2 separate regions of the Columba livia genome follow, and region 1 is linked to region 2. Evidence: chromatin contacts called from public Hi-C data. All regions are on one chromosome and are shown on one strand. Each heading gives the region's core, a stretch centred on a gene start, on an enhancer-like site or on the middle of the called end of the contact. The rest is flanking DNA. Distances are from core to core; before and after follow the strand shown. Region 1 overlaps LARS2 (leucyl-tRNA synthetase 2, mitochondrial). Region 2 overlaps LIMD1 (LIM domain containing 1).

Region 1 (5,181 bases), core at 774-3,273, 52 kb before region 2:
TGCCTAGATTGGTCTACATATGGTAAATTGCAGAAAAAAACCTCTTAACTTCAATTAAAAAAATGCTCAAGAAGCACTTGACTATGTCTAGTGACAATAGCAAAGAAAATTTCTTTCTGTACAAGTAATTTGCAAGACTGTGGAGAATTCCTTTGAGGCCATATGCAATCTCAAGAACTGTTTGTTGCACACGTGAAGATATGTTACAGCATTGCCCCTAGGATCTACTGTACGTACTGCTTATATGTGTGCTCAGAACACAAGATGACTGTAACAAATTCATCATTACGCGCAAAATTGTTTGCTTCCTTTAGCTCTATGCACTTGGAGCATTAGGTGCTTTTAAGTCATGAAGTTAAATTAGGATCTTGTTTTGATATGGAAATATCAACTCCTTTATAAATATGACCACGTGTTTAAAATATGTTTTAGCATTGGTCAGAAGCCACTTTTGCTCAGTCTTCTCTTAGGACAGCTCAAGGGCTGGTCTGAGAGATCTGAAAAGAGTGATTAGAAACAACAAGCTTATTGCTAGGAAGTTTAAAAGTCATGGTGTTGAAGCCCACAGCTTCGAGGGAGAACATTAAAATGTTAAAAAACACTGCCCTCTTGTGCATTTTCAGCCTTTCTCTAGCTGCTCAGATCTTGTTCACAGATCAAATTAGTAAAATTCTGCTGCATCTCAGTTAATGAGAGCTGCCACCATTTAAAGTGTTATCTAGTATCCTGACAAGTTTTTATTATTACCCTATCAATCTGTAGGAATTTTTCATTTTGATTGGTTTTCTTCAGGGAAATTTTCATTGTTTGGCTCCTATCCTCTGACTTTCAAATCCATGGAAATATTTTCTGACAGTCTTAAATTCTGTACTAATGGCTATTAATATAATCAGGAAGGTGAAACCTAAAGTTTAACATTTCATAGTTCAGATTTTCAAAGCAATCTCTTCAAATATTATGTACATTATTACAATAGAAATATTATAGGCCATTAATTTGCAGATGTCACACATGCTTTCATAAAAAATGCAATGTTTGTAGGCATCTAAAATTGTAAAGGTGTGAATATAGTTTAAATATCCCCTGATGGTGAGGCATGATCTTTAATATTTTTAATGATTGAACTGGAGATGTTGGGAAGTGTTGCTCATTTCCTCAGGAATAACAAGGCAGAATAAATAGCACCCTCTGGGTATTGGTACATGTGACAACAGATTAAGCCCAAATTGATGTCATTTTCTTTTAGAAATCTGGTCTGTAAAGTGTATTGGTTCTGGGATTAATTTACAAGCCTATCAGCCTTCCCAGCTGTGACCACCGCTGGGAGAGGGGCCAGGTAGGCAGGTGGGGCCAGCAGCCTCCTCATCGGTTCCAGCCTGATCCACCATGGTGAGCATGTGCTGACACACTCGCTTACACCTGCTCAACTGGATTATTGCAAGTACAAGTTACACAGAATTTGACTTTTCCCTAGGCTTTAGTAATTGGTTCTGCCTGATGAATAATTGGAAATGGGATCTAGCACATTCTCCCCAGAGGATTATAAAGCAATAAAAAAGTTTATTGTTGCCATTAAGTCAGCAGATTTGGTTCTGACAGAGAAAGCACTGTTTTCACATAGCTACATTACAGAATAAAAGAAGATAAGTGTGTGACAGAAATAACTTATCCTGTAAAGGCAGGATGTTAGAGCTTCTCTGCATTCATTAGGGACTTTGTCAATAGTGTTGATTGTAAGTAAAAGCACTCAGCTATTGGCTGTGTAAAATCTGAACGTTCGATATTGTTTGATCTTTTTTCTTCCTAAAATGATGAGTTCCCACATCTCCCAGTCATTTCTGGCTTTCTACAGGATTGCCAGGTTGTTGCAGGTAGGTCTGACTGCAGGTTTCACAAGCACCTGAACTCAGTTGGCAGTGACTGACCAAGGTCTTGTCTTGGCCCCAGAACATACTATCGGGCTCTCTCAGCCTCTCAGGAAGTGTGGGATGCAGATACAAGCAGTGAGCTCCCTTGCCAGAGCCATCCTTTCTTCTGACTCTGCTCTTTGTCACTGTGGCAGGCTCCACAGAGTCCTTCCAAGCAGGTCATTTGTAATTGGATTGAAAGTCCTACTCGCGGTGTGTGGAGGAGAACAAGTAGCCTAAGGACTTGGCAGTGAGCAGGAGTTCCTGATCTGTCTGTCATGCTTGCCCCTCCATCCATTGCATGCTTCTATATAGAGAACTTATTCTGTTGTAGAAATGAACCTGTACATGAACATTACTGAAAGGAAAAAGGTGGATTACATGCTTCATGGCTAGCACAGCTGATCCTTCTGGGAGGTGTCAAGCAGACTTAACAGGTGGGGTCCCGTCTGACGTACGTGTTCAAAAGCTGCAACAACTCAGGACACGGTGCCCGTACTCCAGCGTGGGCACAGACCAATTTCACAGGCAGGTGAAGGCGCATCCTGTTCCAGCACCCTTACAATCTGAAGTGTAATCAAATGTTCAAAGAACTCAAGCCACCTCTTCATTTTCTGTGCCAGAAATGTCTGTTTGAACACAGCTTCACTTCAGGTGTGCGCAGTGGTGTGGCTCAGGAGGCGTTTATGACACCAGACCATGACTGGTGCTGCAATATTTAGATCAGAATCGCATCACACCTGACGTGCTGCTGTGTCTTGGCAGTTCCCTTCTGCAGCCAAGAAAGACGTCGCTTTCTTCAAAGAGGAAGGTTTTTAGGTGTTTGGTTTTATCAATGTATATTAAAGTGTAACTCTGAGCGTGACCATGAGATGGAGCCACAACAACACTGGCAAAATCTCTGTACGCTGCAGGAGAAATACAGTACTGGGCTCGATCTGTTTTTGAGCCCTGTGTTTGTTAGATGGTCTCTGGCTTGCTCATTTTGGGCATGTCTCCATTCTCCTGCGGTCTCCCACTAGGAACACGTAGGGGTTTTTTTCCCCATACTTGGTAATGTATTTTGTATTGCATTTTTGTAGCCTCTGTCAGCATAAACAAAAATAGGAAATGCTTATTCCTGCATTCAGCTTTTACTAACTTGGCGTATGATCTGTGCTTACTCTTTGTCATTAAAAACAAGTCTTCCTTGGAAAGTCACTTTTAATGGAGAGCCCTATCTGATTTGGATTTTCTGGCTACTTCATTAGCTTTATTTTACATAGCAGCAAGTGTAGCTATTTTAATAATGGTGTGAGACCTTAAAGAGACTGAAATATGCAGTGACGGGGAAAAATATTTTTATTTTTCCTTGGTGCAATAAATTTAATTTGTGTAAGAAACTTATCCTGAACAGTTATCTCCTGAAGCATTTTTCCACCATTTGTTGATGACAGAATTGCAAGGGTTTTGTTCCTGATTTTAATCTTCTAATTCACTTGCATATTTTGAGATAATTATTGCCTATTTTTAAAATACTTTTTCTTGCTTGTCCTGTCTGAATTTGGCTTCAGTTCTCACCTCCTTAAGTTCCTTTGATTTATTTCTAAGCAACAGGATTTTTCAGACAGTCTGTGAAATATTGTCTAGGAAATGTTTATAGAGATGCTTGAATTGCTACTCTAGGCGGCATGGCAGAGATTAGTGCTGCCTGGTGACTGAGTGATACGCCACTATGTGCTGGTACTTACACAGTATTTAGAAGTATACAAAATATGCAAGGAAGGAATCTCATGTTGAAACATGAATATGTTGAAGATAAAGTATGAAGCCTGTCACATGCCCAGTTTAAGGCTTTTCTTTCAAATATCTTCTTACTTCAGAGTCACCAAAAGGTTTAAAGACTAGTATTTGGAAGATACCCGCTTTAATAAGCGAAAACATGCATAATTGTTATAGAATTTAATAATACTTTAACTGTATTATTAAATAAATTATGGTGTTTTAAATCATGAGATAAATTGCCATATAATTTATATTTCCTAATAATGTAAAATACTAAATGAACTCCTTAAAAGTGAGTAGTGTTTTAGATTATGACTTCTTTGTACGTGTGAAGTAAAATGTGGAAGTCTGGTTTTACTCTTTCTTCTTTAGATGGTTTTATTTCAGCTTTATGAAAAAAATATGTAAGTAGGAGGAATGCATCCCTTTTACACAAGTTGATTTGGTAGATGTGTGGGGCTTCATTAGATGGAAGTGGGGGGGATCCAGATTGCTTGATGTCGAGCACACGTGTGGGCATTAGGAGACACAAGTCAATAGTAACCAGCACTGGTTAGCACATCCTCCAGTATGATGGTCACCAATGTCTTTGTGTTGGAGGATCCCAGGAGAAGACTCTCCAGACCGTGTATGCTGGCTGGGCCTGGCTTCACACCTCCTACTAGGCCTCTACTCTTCTTAGAGTTGCTGGTAGAACGGACTTGCTTTCCTGGCCTATTGAGTGGGGGCCAAAACATCTAGAGATTAACTTTGTTGCCATTTTTTTAGAAGAGAAAACAGCAACAAACGTCTGACTTGATGAATTTTAAGTGCAAGGGCATTAAAGGAGGTGGCCACAATAATGTATCTGTCAACCAGAGCAGTGTTTACTGAGCACTTTCTTATTGTTGAGTGCACTACTACCCTTAGCTTTTGTGCTTTTAAGGCTCCGCTTAGGTCTATCATTCACACATTTGATGGGATGTTACTCTTCCTGATGTGAATTTTGCCAGAAAAGTGAAGTTTTAATGTTCAAGATGCTAAAAAAGTGATCCACAGTGTACTTTTTTCTTATAGCTAGGTCTTCATGACTAGTTCTGTAAAGGCACAAGGCATGCAAGTGCTTATATTAGAGAAACTGTCTTCTCTGTTTATAGAAAGAAACATGCAGCAAGATTTTGATTTGTTCAAAATACTGTGCTCCTCAGAGAGAAGCTAGCGCTAAATATTTGTAAGACAGTGAGGCCAGGTACTTGAATGCTTTTATGCATAGAAATTTAGCTTGAATTTAGTGAAATTGCACTGTTGGCCAAGTAATTTTGGTGTATAATCCATTTGCCGATTTGAAAAGTGATGTTAGAATAACTCAGTACTAAATCAGCATGCACAAATGTGTGCAGAATACAAATAAATACTTATACTTGCCAGCCAGACACCATCAATAAATGCACAAAGTACTCTTTCTAAGGTGACAACTATTTATATACAGTCAACTTGAAATTCTTGTTTTATTAAATAATTGTGCCTGATT
Region 2 (5,059 bases), core at 252-2,751:
GTTGATACCTCATGGTGCCAAATTTCCTATGCCCTCTATTTCCTAATACACATATATTCAGAGATAAATGATAGAGCAGTTGGTTGAGCAGAGCTACGCATATGTTACAAGCTTCAGTTGTCAAGAAAAGAAAAAGTGCTGTTTTATCTGAGCCATTGGCATGTAATGCAGAAAATTTGGCTTAGAGGTCAAAACAGCAGATTTAGAATGATTACTTTGGCATAAATGTCTCATTTATCTTCTTGTTTGTTACAGGGCAGAGACACAAACAAGGCAACGTTTTGTAGAGAGGGAGAGGAAGAAGCTTTAGGCTTTCTGCAGAATTAGTAATAGATTATATTTGATTTACAGGAGGACCATTAAAGTAGGTTAAAAAAAAAGGGCTTCAAAACTCACAGGGGTGTTTCCTGCAAGCTCAAGGTGTCAGTTTCCATCTTGTGTTTTGTTTTGTTTTTTCTCAATTTTTTTAGACCAACAGTTGCAGTTATCAAATGGTTTGTTACACATTAACCATTTAAGTTAAGTCACATGTTTATACCTCCTCAGAACACAAAAAATGCAGATGTTTCCACATGTTGATATTTGTTATTTAGGTATTAAGGAGACCTTATAAATGATACTGATTTAACTAGACAGTATCGCTCTAACCTATTGTGGTGGTGTAGTGTTTTCTCTAGGGTTCAGCCAGGCTTATAATCAACTGCCACAGATTGCCTGGAAAACAGACCTTTTTAGCTCTGCTGGAAGTGTAATTTAGAGCATAAGGGTCTTGTACGTGAGCCACTTGGTCCTCAGAGGAAATGTGAAAGCTAAAAAAGTGCAAGGGAAGTGTCAGAGATGACTGTGAAGAAAATCAGTAGGCGAGGAAGGAAGTCGGAAAGAAAGAACTGATTGCAAGGTGGTTTGAAGGTGGGTTTGATGTTGAACTGTAGCAGAAGGTCCAAAATGTGGACCTGATTTTGACCCCTTATTGCAAAAAGATGGCGAACTCGCATGATTGCCAGATTACAGAATTCGACCTTTGACGTGTCAACATTACTACATTATTTTTCTTTTTTTATTGTAAGCTCAGATTAATGTTGATGTCTGTGTTAAAGGGTAACAGGCTGCTATTCCAGTGGCAGAGTTTGAAATAACGCGAGCTGGCTGTCTCTTGCAACCCACTGGGGATATATATGTTTTTTTTTTTTTTAATATTTCACAATGTAGTCGTGTTTAGAGGTATTAAGGGTCATTTACTAAACCAGGTATCGAAGCAGTTTGTCTGTGAGCGTCGCCCTCTGCTTGGGCTACCTTGTCTTGCTGTGGTGATTATAAAGCATGGCTACTTAGAGTGATGTCTTTGGCATGATTATGTTGAATAAGCATGCCCCATATTGGTATATAACCTCTAGAACAACAAGGCCATGGTTTCTCTTGGTATTGCTAAATAACTCTACAAGTAGAAAGTCACCTTTTTCTTGCAAGTGTAACTTAATCCCAAGTTGCAGGACAGCCAGCCTCGCCAAGTGAGTTTCACAATGGCACGTGTATGTGTGTGGGAACCTTCAGATGCAGAAACTACCAGCTCTTCCAGTGGAGGCAGAATTTACTCCTTGTAGTTGGACATAAAACAACTACACTGATTGACACACTGAGAAATGCACAGATCGTCAAAGCGGAGAGTGCAAGAGCACTGCTGGTTATCCCTCCTTGGCATCCCTTTAATAAAATTATCATGCAAGAGTCCACATAGTAAACAATAAAACAATATATTTTTGTAGCAAAAGTAATCTCAGAAAAGATTCAGCCATGCCTGGAGACAGGGAAGCCATCAGTGCATGTTTCCGCTCCAGTCTAAATTGCTGCTTTGTTCATGCTGACTTCTTATCTTCAGTCTCTCAGCTCGCTGGCGAGGAATCCCTGCTGTTTGGCACAAGAAGTGCTTGCTATAGATGAGAAACTCCAGGGCAGACTTCATGGTAGGATGACAGGATTATACGTGTTCCTTTCTTGGCCAGGTTTCAGGGTGGTGGTGCTCTGGGGTCTGAGCTGAAGGGGCTTTCACGTTGTCCAGGTGTCCTCAGTAGATTTCCCCTCTGGAAAGCTGCGAGTGTTCAGCTCACACATGGGAGATGCAGTCAGAGCTTTATCAATATGCTGGTGGTTTGAGTTGATTGTGTATGTTTTAGTGCTGGCTTAAAGTCTGAAATCATTAGGACAAAAGGTTGAAATGTTTAATGGAATGTATTTCCAGTCTTTCTGGTATTTGTATTTTACAATGTCATCTCCAAGGTACTGGTTTTTTTGTTAAGAACAAGTTTAGGATTAATTGTACTGTAAAGATTTTAGGATATTTCTTATAATGTTTTAATGGGACCTATGAATAATTTCCTGAGCAGTGGCTCAGTAAGCACTGAGATCTCTTCCATGCCTAGAGAAATTAAAAAACTGCTGTCTCATATAGTTTCGATGCAGTTATGTTCACCAAGAGCACAGAGATTGCCTCCCCCTCCTTCCTCCTTTGAGCCTCCGTGTGTTAGGGCGATGGTTGGTGGGTGATGGGCTGGGAGGCCAGCTCCCACAGCCACCTGGTTTTGGTGCATTTTGGGGAACAGGGCAGCTGTCTCTGCGGTGATGCAGAGAGCGACTGGGCCCTTAGTTGAAAACCATTACCTCAGTAGGGACTCCCCGGGTTGTAGCGCTGCTTTGTCACAGGGTGACTTTATCTTACCTCTGAATTTTGAAGCTTCTAGGGGCTTTCCCTAAAAAAGAAAAAACACTTGAATGTCATCTTGCAACCATTTGCCATCAACAGAGGGAGGGTCATTGCTCAGTTGTGTGGCTTACTGTGGTTTCGCAGTGGTTCCCTCCGAGGAGCCATTTCTGCCTCCACCTGTGGTTGCTGTGCCCTTAGAGGTGGCTGACCTTTTCTTACATGTGCCAGAGCATGCTAGTGGCTCTCAGGCATCAGATCATTTTCTCACAGCTTTGGGGTTTTGTTTTCGTTTTTTTTACCACCTCAAATGTTCAGTGAGAGCACAAAAGGCGTTTTTTGCGGTTTTACAATACAGCTGGTGTGGCTGAGAGAAAGACTGAACATCTTAATTATGACGGAGCTACTGCATCTGAGCACATTTTTTTTCTAGGAGACAGTCTATCCTCCTGCCCATGGACTCACCAAGGCTTTGGTCTGAGCTGAGGTGCCTGCTGGATGATCACAGTCTGAGTTTACCTGATTTGGAGGATGTGCAGAGATCTGAGTGGCCCGTTTGTGCAGCCCCAGTTCAAGAGCAGAGTGGAAATATTGACGCTTCCGTGTCAGACTCGGTGCTGTGTCCAGCTTTAGTGGCAGCCAGCAGAAGTTGCGTGGGTGGCAGGAACTAAGTAGAACTCTGATGCTCGACCTAGCCTGCGGCACACAGGAGGGCACCACACTGTGTGTCAGCAACGTCATTATCCACGGAGGGCTTCAAAAGTACAACTGCTGGCGAGGAACCACTGGGTCTCGTGTATTACTGATCTGTGGGCAGCGGGGACTTTTGTGTGGCATGGGGGAGCTGAGGGCTCTGGGCTCTGCCTGCGCCTGTTGTGCTGCCTGCAGGGTGCGCGTGGACCAGAGTAGGTTCTTTGATCTGAACCTCCTCATACTTCCTTGTGGAGGAAGAGCTGCAGCTTGGCCTGGAGCCACCCAGGTCTGAGGAGGAGCTTGTTGCAGTCCTTAGCAGCTAGATGGATGGTGTTCTCAGGCTGCTGCCTCACTAGTGTGTCAGGAGGTTGCATCCAGTGAGTCCAGAAACTGAAATCCTTTTGGATTTAACCTGCCATTAGTAATCACATGTCCAAATTTATCTTACAGCCATGGTGCTCTAAGAAGGGCCAATTTTTGTAATGACAGAAGCCCATGGCTGTCAATGTGAAAGGGACCCAGGAGCAGTTGCCAGTCAGCAGTGACTCTCACTTATCTGCTGTGCAGATACCTCAGGGAGCTTCATGGTTCTTAGATGTGATAAGTTAGGTCCACGCTGCCACCCAAGCAATGCAGGGTCCTGGTCATGCATCCCCATAGAGCCCTGGGGTCTGGACATGGCCCTGTACCATTGCATGCATTGAGAGCAATCTCTTGTCTTTAACATGGTTTTATGACCCCATTGTCATTTTAATAAAGAATTATTTTAATAAATAATTTCTCAAAAGAGAAAGTTCAGTCCAGCTCCCCAGCAAGCAAATTACGCATCTCTGAGCATCCTCCTTGGGCTGTTGCCAGTCCCTGGTAAACCACTCTTCGTGTGAACTTCAAAAGGAGAGAGCTATCACTTGAGAATATGATGGACAAAAGCACCAGGAGCCTGGGAATGCAGCCTGGTGGTATGCCTATTAGCGGCCACTAAGCAAAGCATGTTTGTTTTACCTCAAAGGCACTAGTGACAAAGCTTGAAATATTCTGAAATTGGTGCATAAATGAACTCGAGGTCATCCTGAAGGTCCTGCAGCTAAACAAATCAGACAGACGTGTTCGGGGTGAGCAATACATGAAAGCACAAGGCTCAAACCTCCTGCCAGGAAGAGGAGCAAGAAATCTTGTAAAAATGAATGAAGATGGTAGGGTTGAAATGCTGAAGAATTTTAATTGTCTGAATTTTTTCAGGTGAGAGATTAGCTAAATTCAGGGTGAACTGAAAATGAAATGCAGTCAGGAAGCCAGCAGCTTAAGACATGTAGTAGAGCAACTGATCCTGAAAGTGGAAGGTATGCATTAATATTCCTGGGTTTATCAAAGTATATCCTCTTTGTGGTCACGGAATCACAGAATGTTAGGGATTGGAAGGGATCTCGAGAGATCATCTAGTCCAATCCCCCTGCCGGAGCAGGAGCACCTAGATGAGGCTACATCATCATGATGCATGTTTAAAGTGGTGCATGTTTAAAGTAGTGCATATTTAAAGTAGGCAGTGATCAATATGTGATTCCTTCTATAGGCCGTTTAAGTTCTCCATCCTTCCTTTGGGTGAAATTAGGAAAAGCATCTCTGTGTTCACGCACGACCTGTGCCAGCCTCTGGAGGCGCACAATCAGAGGC

Evidence for each region. A called contact is a pair of places that touch in the nucleus more often than the background predicts.
Region 1: a Hi-C map of crop shows a contact between it and region 2, with 5 times the contacts expected there. The contact joins two enhancer-like sites. A contact is called at or near these places in 2 of 2 Hi-C or Micro-C datasets (crop and liver).

Annotation. Positions count from the first base shown.
Region 1 is chr2:47,438,328-47,443,508 of bColLiv1.pat.W.v2, reverse strand. All of the region lies in intron 14 of LARS2 (leucyl-tRNA synthetase 2, mitochondrial), which reads left to right. Among named protein-coding and RNA genes, the nearest start is that of LIMD1, 35 kb to the right of the region's middle. Within about 2 kb of position 2,023, at least 1 of the 3 cell types and tissues checked has an H3K27ac peak away from gene starts, as active enhancers do.
Region 2 is chr2:47,386,268-47,391,326 of bColLiv1.pat.W.v2, reverse strand. The region is part of intron 1 of LIMD1 (LIM domain containing 1); the gene reads left to right. Among named protein-coding and RNA genes, the nearest start is that of LIMD1, 17 kb to the left of the region's middle. Within about 2 kb of position 1,501, at least 1 of the 3 cell types and tissues checked has an H3K27ac peak away from gene starts, as active enhancers do.